Regions from separate parts of the Sus scrofa genome. Here region 1 is linked to region 2. The links are chromatin contacts, called in public Hi-C maps. All regions are on one chromosome and are shown on one strand. The core of a region is the stretch at or near the end of the contact, and the rest is flanking DNA. Distances in the headings are between cores, read along the strand shown.

Region 1 (3,555 bases), core at 62-2,561, 190 kb after region 2:
GCAGAGTTCCTATTGTGCCGCAGCAGAAACAAATCTGACTAGTATCCATGGGGCTGTGGGTTCAATCCCTGGCCTCGCTCAGTGGGTTGGAGACCTGGCATTGCTGTGAGCTGTGGTGTAGTTCACAGATGCAGCTCAGATCCCAAGTCACTGTGGCTGTGGTATAGGCCGGCAGCTACAGCTCCGATTAGACCCCTAGCCTGGGAATCTCTACATGCTGCAAGTGTGGCCCCAAAACAACAACAACAAAAAGATTTAAGACATGATGTGCCTCGATCTGGTAAAATCCATTGGGCTTCATATATCCTAACTGCCAGACCCCTTCCCCGCCCTGCTTCCTCATATAAGGTCCCTAGACAAGCAGCCACCCCCCGGGCTTGGGGACCAGGCTCAGTGCCTGTGTATCTGAGGAGCCGGCTTCCGTCCCTGCCTGTTCTCGGAATTACTCAAACAAGCCCACCACATCCCGCTCCTTTCTGCAGAGCCCCCCAGCCCTCCCTCGTTCACTCCACTTCCTAGTGCAGCCCCCATGGGGCCCTACATCCTGCAGCGTCCTCCTCCCCCAACCTGAGTTATCTGACTGAGGCATGGCCATCAGCCTCATCTGACCAGTGTCATTGGGATGGGGGAGGGGGGCACATTAGCCAGGGCAGGAATCCCGCCCTCATGTACCAGCTGAAGAGGGAGTAATCAAAACCCCCCTCCCCTAGGCTGGCTGAGAGCCTCTCCTCCGTGGCCCCATTCTCTGTCCGCATCGCTGTCTGCACGGTTCAGCCTCACTGCAGTGTGAGCCACCAGCGGGCAGACTTTGTATCCTGGTCGCTCCCGCATTCTTGATACCTGGCACAGAGGCTTCTGTGAACTACAAAAATGGTGTGGAATTAAAGAACTATATCCAGTCCCTTGGGATAGAACATGATGGAAGATGATATGAGAAAAAGAATGTGTGTGTGTGTGTGTGTGTATATATATATATGACTGGGTCATTTTGCTGTATAGCAGAAATTGACAGAACATTGTAAAGCAATTGTTCTTTAAGTACAAAATGTTTTAAAAAGAAAGAATGAATGAATGGGATTGTTTTTCGTGAATGTCTAAACACCCACTAATCTCTTAGCTCCTAAAGCATTGACCTTTTACTTATGATATTTTCTTGGATTTTGGATGACGAAATGGTACATTTCACCTATTGTAACTATGTTTAAATTTAGAGGGAAAACTTTTACTTTCACTGTTGTGTTCTCTTCCAGTTGGGTCATGGCTGGTAGTTGGCTAAGGACAGGCTGGACGGCTGTGCCCGGCCTTTCACCGCATTGCCCCTCAGAGGCATGTGTCTGTGTGTTATGTCATTAGATAGCTAATCCTGTTTACAGGCCTGTCCTTTCTCTGGGGACAGCCTTTCATCAGAAGCCTTTGTCCTTGGCCCCAGAGGGATCCTAACCCGAGCCATTAGGAGACTATTGCTTTGTGCTGCTCCAACCAGTCAGATCACGTAGCTAATTTTTGACCATTCATGTGTCTTCTAAGTAACATGAGAATAGTATTTAAAGGGAGAGAAGAGGTAGGGACTTCAGGGTTTTTTCCCCTCTGGTTTTTCCCCGCTGGCTATTTAAGATCTTAGACTGGTGTGGGGGTTTTTGTTTTTTTGGGTTTTTTTTTTTTTTTTAGTCTTTTTAGGGCTGCACTCGCAGCATATGGAGGTTCCCAGGCTAGGGGCTGAATCAGAGCTATAGCCACCGGCCTCCGCCAGAGCCACAGCAATGCCAGATCCGAGCCACATCTGCCACCTACACTACAGCTCACAGCAACGCCGGATCTTTAGCCCACTGAGCAAGGGCAGGGATTGAACACGCAACCTTATGGTTCCTAGTCGAATTTGTTTCTGTTGCACCACAATAAGAACTCTTAGACTAGCATGTTTTTGATAAATTAAGAAAGAAAGAAAGGAAAAAGGGTGAGGAAGGAAGAAGGAAGGAAAGAGAGAGACAGAAGGAAGAGAGAGAGAAGGAGGGAGGGAGGAATACAACGTCCCCTGGGTCCTTGGTCCTTGGTCCAGCTATAAAAAGGCTTTCTGACCTCATGGTACTTTCTAGAAGAAACTGTCCTGAGAGTGGGGTCTGGGAGGATTTCTTAGGGCACACCTGCTCCCCGAGCAGCACAAGCGAGGCTTTTTCGGTGGCTGTGGTTCGCAAATTCCGTCCCTGCCGTAGACTGAAACGCGCCCTTTGTCCGTTTTGGACTCGAGGCTGTGCGAGTCCCCTCCCCTCCCTGCCGCCCCCTCAGTTCCTCTTCAATTATTAATAAGCATGTGTTTTTTATAAACATTTCCTTAATAGTAATTTTCCCACATCTGGGTGCAGACTTTATATTGCAATTTGGAAGCAAGGAATCAGAATGCCTTGACCAAGCTAATTATTAAAGATTGTTGTTGCAAAATCTGACTGCGTTGAATTAATTTAGAATTCTGCTGCTTGTGATGAAAAGGGAGGGGGGAGAGAGGGCACACATGTGAAAGCGGTTTGGAGACTGCAAGTTATTTTACAACTGTAACGGGATGTTGTTGTTATTACTTGTGTCGGGTTGCAAGTGCCTTTTCTTCTCAGGGCCTCTCTTGCCTTCCAGGAAAGCCTTGTGAAGATTGTAGAGAGAGTGGTAGTTCCCCTTTTATCTCCTCCTCATGGGCAAAGGGGGTCCTTGCCATCGACTGTCCTGGAAACGATGGCCAGATGAGTAACACCGTGTTTTTTGTTTTTAGGGAAGGAATATGGCAAAGCTGATGCGAGGTGGCTGACTTCTGATCCCACCATTGTGGCTTTGGAAATTCTGACTGTTGTCCTCGATGGCTCTCTGGCACTGGTCCTCATTTATGCCATCGTCAAAGAGAAATATTATCGGTAAGTGCTCTTCTCCTGTCCTTCTGAGAAGAGGAGACCCATGAGCTGCCCTGATGCCAAAGTGACCTGGGGAGTGGATAATGACCGCTGTTCTTGGTTAGAGGAAAAGTAGAGTAGAAATGAAAATCATCTGATAGGAGGTAAGGACCACGGTGCCACCAGGATAATTTCAGACCATCTGCAAAAAAAAACATGAGAAACACGACGCCGTGACCACCTCTGTGCTGCAGAGGCAAGCCCAGTATTAACAGCGTTAGCAGACTGGCCACTGATCTGTTGGAGAATCAAAGGATAATATCTCCATCCTTTTATCCCCAAATCATTCTAGAAAACTCCTATTCCACTTGCCAGGGGGGAGAAAACATCCCCTAGGTAATTCGGAGCTTGACATACAAGACAAGCCTTTCAGACGCAGGTCGTGGAGGGACTGAGGAAGGCAGGAGAGGAGGAGGAAGACGGCGGGCTAGTCATCCATCCGTCAGGCTCCGAAGCTTTGAACTCCGCTTCCTCCCTCCCTCCCTTCTTCTCCTTCTTAGGGACACAGTGACCCGGGACAACGAGATTGCTCTCGGGGAATGATTTCCCTAAAACAATGTCCGGGGGGCCCAGGGGCATTCAATTTTCCACCATCCTCTATTACAGAAGTCTTATGTAGAGCTTC
Region 2 (3,276 bases), core at 584-3,083:
ATCTCTTTGTTCTTGCACATATCATCACCTAGTACTTATGCACATCATCTTATCCTGCTAATATGTCAGCTCCAAAATTGCTGGACCGTGTCCATTTTGTGTATTTCTCTCACCATGCCTTACACATATGGGTGCTCAATAAATGCGTTTGGATGAATTAGTTAATTTTATTTATTTATTTTATTATTTTTATGGCCACATCTGCAGCAATGGAAGTTCCTGGTGCAGGGATTGAATCCAATCTGCAACTTTGACCTGTGCCCCAGCTGTGGAAATGCCAAATCATTTAACCTACTGAGCCGGGCAAGTGATCAGAGTCACGCCTCTGCAGTGACCCAAGGAGCTGCAGTCAGATTCTTTAACCCACTGTGCCATGGTGGGAACTCCCGAATGAATTAATTTTATAAAATGAGGTTAATACTTATCTGGATTGTTGTGAAGACTTAATGAGATTTTTTGTATAATTTTCTTAGCAGAGTGTTTGGCGCACAGTAAGCCCTCTATAATAACAGCAGTAACAATAGTAAACAAACAAAAGTTGGAGCTGGAAGGAACCAGATCTACCACTCAGCCTACTAGCTAGCACACAAATACTTTCACTGCCCAGTTTTGAAAAGGGTGCATCTTGCAACCAAAAATAAGTAAATATCTATTAATAATATTCATGCCAGACTATTCAGTCTCACAAGTTCTTTCTGCATTTTCTTCGACAGCCATGGCCTGATCAGATCACAGCGCTGCTTGACTGTACGCTGATTCTGTTACCCTTAGTGAAACAGGGACAGATCTAGCTTATTTGATCTGGGCCTTCCTCAGTAAGAAACATACAAAACTACAAATAACTACAACATTAGCTGTGAAAGTGAATATTAAGAATAAAAAACAGGAGTTCCCGTCGTGGCGCAGTGGTTAACGAATCCGACTAGGAACCATGAGGTTGCGGGTTCGGTCCCTGCCCTTGCTCAGTGGGTTAACGATCCGGCTTTGCCGTGAGCTGTGGTGTAGGTCGAAAACGCGGATTGGATCCCGCATTGCTGTGGCTCTGGCGTAGGCCGGAGACTACAGCTCCAATTAGATCCCTAGCCTGGGAACCTCCATATGCCGTGGGAGCGGCCCAAGAGATAGCAAAAAGACAAAAAAAAAAAAAAAAAAAAAAAAAGAATAAAAAACAAAATTTTAAACCTTCGCAAATACTATAAACATTATACAATTCAGGAAAATTAACATGATATTTTAAAGTAGTTATTAAATCATCCCTGTAATATTCTCTGTTTTTGACTGCATACTCTTTACCTGTTTAATATACTGACAATTTTTATATTAATATTTTACAGAGAGAAGAGAAATAATTATTTAGCCTATTCTCTAGCATAACGTGTTGAAATTTGTTTTTATTATTGATGAATTAGGAATGTTTTCTTTGGCTTCACAACTCGTGATTGGAAATGGCTTGTAAATATTTAGAATTATTATGTAATGGGAAGAATCTATATCAGATGTCTTCCTGTGTGAACTGTAAGATAATCAGGGCATAATCAAGCATATTCCCCACAGGAAAGAACCAAATTCAGAGAACCAAGTTCTCTGCCCACAGTTTTCATCTTTGATGATCAGAATGTTCCACAGCTTAGCTTCTGGCTCCGTAGCGCAAGCCTGTTCTCTGCCAATACCCACATACTCCCACTGCCAGGTACAGCAGGACACATTCATGAAGCAATATGACCGCTGGCTCTGTCTCTTCATGTCACAATATCAGAGAAGTCAGCAGAGTGGATGGCTGGAGAAAGCCTGGAGCCATACCTACGTCTGGACAGCTCCCAGCAACTTAGCTGTATTGGGAAACGACTGTGACCCTCACAGCTGCCTCCCAAGAAACCCTCACTAAATGGATTCCCCAGCTCAACTGCCCCTTGACCAGAGCCCAGGGACCTGTGGCCACTCAATATACTCAGCGCAGGGGAAGTGTCCCACAAAGGTTAGAGGTAAAATGACACAGCCATTAATCAGTTCTGCCTAAAATGCTTCTTGCAAGAGTCCTTCTCAGGACTTGGAAGGGCCGGTGCAAATGAGGAGCCCATAATAGGTAAAAATATGTAGTTCCCTGGTGGCCTGGCAGTTTAGGATACATCATTGTCCCTGCTGTGGCTCGGGTCACTGCTGTGACACGGGTTTGATCCCTAGCCTAGGAACTTCCATGTGCCATGGGCGCAGCCAAATATAAATTAATTAAATTAAAAGTAAAATAAAATAAAAATAAAATAAAATGTAAAAATATTATCTGCTTCCCTGTTCCTCACTCCTCTCCTCAGAAGTTAATGATTTAATATATATCCTTTCTTAAAACACACTTATAGGTGTTCATGTGTGACTCAGTGGGTTAAGTATCCAGCTTTGTCACTGAAATGCCTCAGGTCACTGCTCTCACGCAGGTTTGGGTTCTATCCCTACCCCCAGAACTTCAGAACTAACATATACACCCAAAAAATAAAAATGAAAAAATAATAACAAGTAAAAACACACTTATATCCAATTATATATAATTATCAAAATATATTATATTTTAATGTATTTAATATTTTGATTATTTTAATTATATAATTAAAAAATAAAACTGAAAAAGATCTGTAAATAAATACAAAAGTCCAATCTAGTGCAGTGAGGTTGAGTAACTGAGGTCACACAGCTAAGAATTTTCACAGCCATGCTCGGAGCTCTGCTCTTCCCAGATGTGGAGCCTGGGCCCTTAATCAGTATAGACACTGACCCTCCTTAGCAGTCGAACCGCTCACATTCATTTCCCCTTTTACACGAACAGAGCTGGTGATGGTATTCATTTCAACGCAACCAAATTCTCTGCCCACAGTTGACATCTTTAATGATCAGAATGTTCCACAGATTAGTTTCTGGTTCTGTAGTGCAAGCCTCGTTTTTTCCCCAGATGGGAAAATGAAGCCTAGAGAACTCCAGGAGGTGCCCACATCCATTTGGCTGGGAAGTCGGAGCACAATCCATCTCCTAAGGCTCATCTTCCTACGTATCGTGGGTGGAAAGAGCTCCAGTTATCAGTTGATGGACTTGCATTCAAACACTGACCCTGAGTAAACTGGTTTTAGGACTTAGAGCAGAGGGATGAAGAGTAATGGTCTGGAAGCTAAAATGAGAAGTTAAAGTGGGGGTGCACCCTCAGGCTTCCTCGGGTTCAGTTAGAACAAAAAGGAGGAGAATATTCAGGAAGGGGAGTTCCTGTTGTAGCTCAGAGGGTTAAGGACCTGACAT

Evidence for each region. Hi-C and Micro-C count contacts between places; a contact is called where the count stands out from the background.
Region 1: a contact with region 2 is called in a Hi-C map of skeletal muscle, with 2.8 times the contacts expected there. The contact joins two enhancer-like sites. A contact is called at or near these places in 3 of 47 Hi-C or Micro-C datasets (liver and skeletal muscle) and 1 of 2 datasets of contacts at active chromatin or transcription factors (skeletal muscle).

What each region holds. Positions count from the first base shown.
Region 1 is chr11:18,067,295-18,070,849 of Sscrofa11.1, forward strand. EBPL (emopamil-binding protein-like) reads left to right here. Exons shown (of 5, transcript XR_002336545.1): 3 at 2,756-2,894. Among named protein-coding and RNA genes, the nearest start is that of EBPL, 29 kb to the left of the region's middle. Within about 2 kb of position 1,312, at least 13 of the 83 cell types and tissues checked have an H3K27ac peak or open chromatin away from gene starts, as enhancers often do. A contact at or near this core is called in liver and skeletal muscle, where this site is marked.
Region 2 is chr11:17,881,083-17,884,358 of Sscrofa11.1, forward strand. No RefSeq gene overlaps it. Among named protein-coding and RNA genes, the nearest start is that of TRIM13, 33 kb to the left of the region's middle. Within about 2 kb of position 1,834, at least 3 of the 83 cell types and tissues checked have an H3K27ac peak or open chromatin away from gene starts, as enhancers often do. A contact at or near this core is called in liver and skeletal muscle, where this site is marked.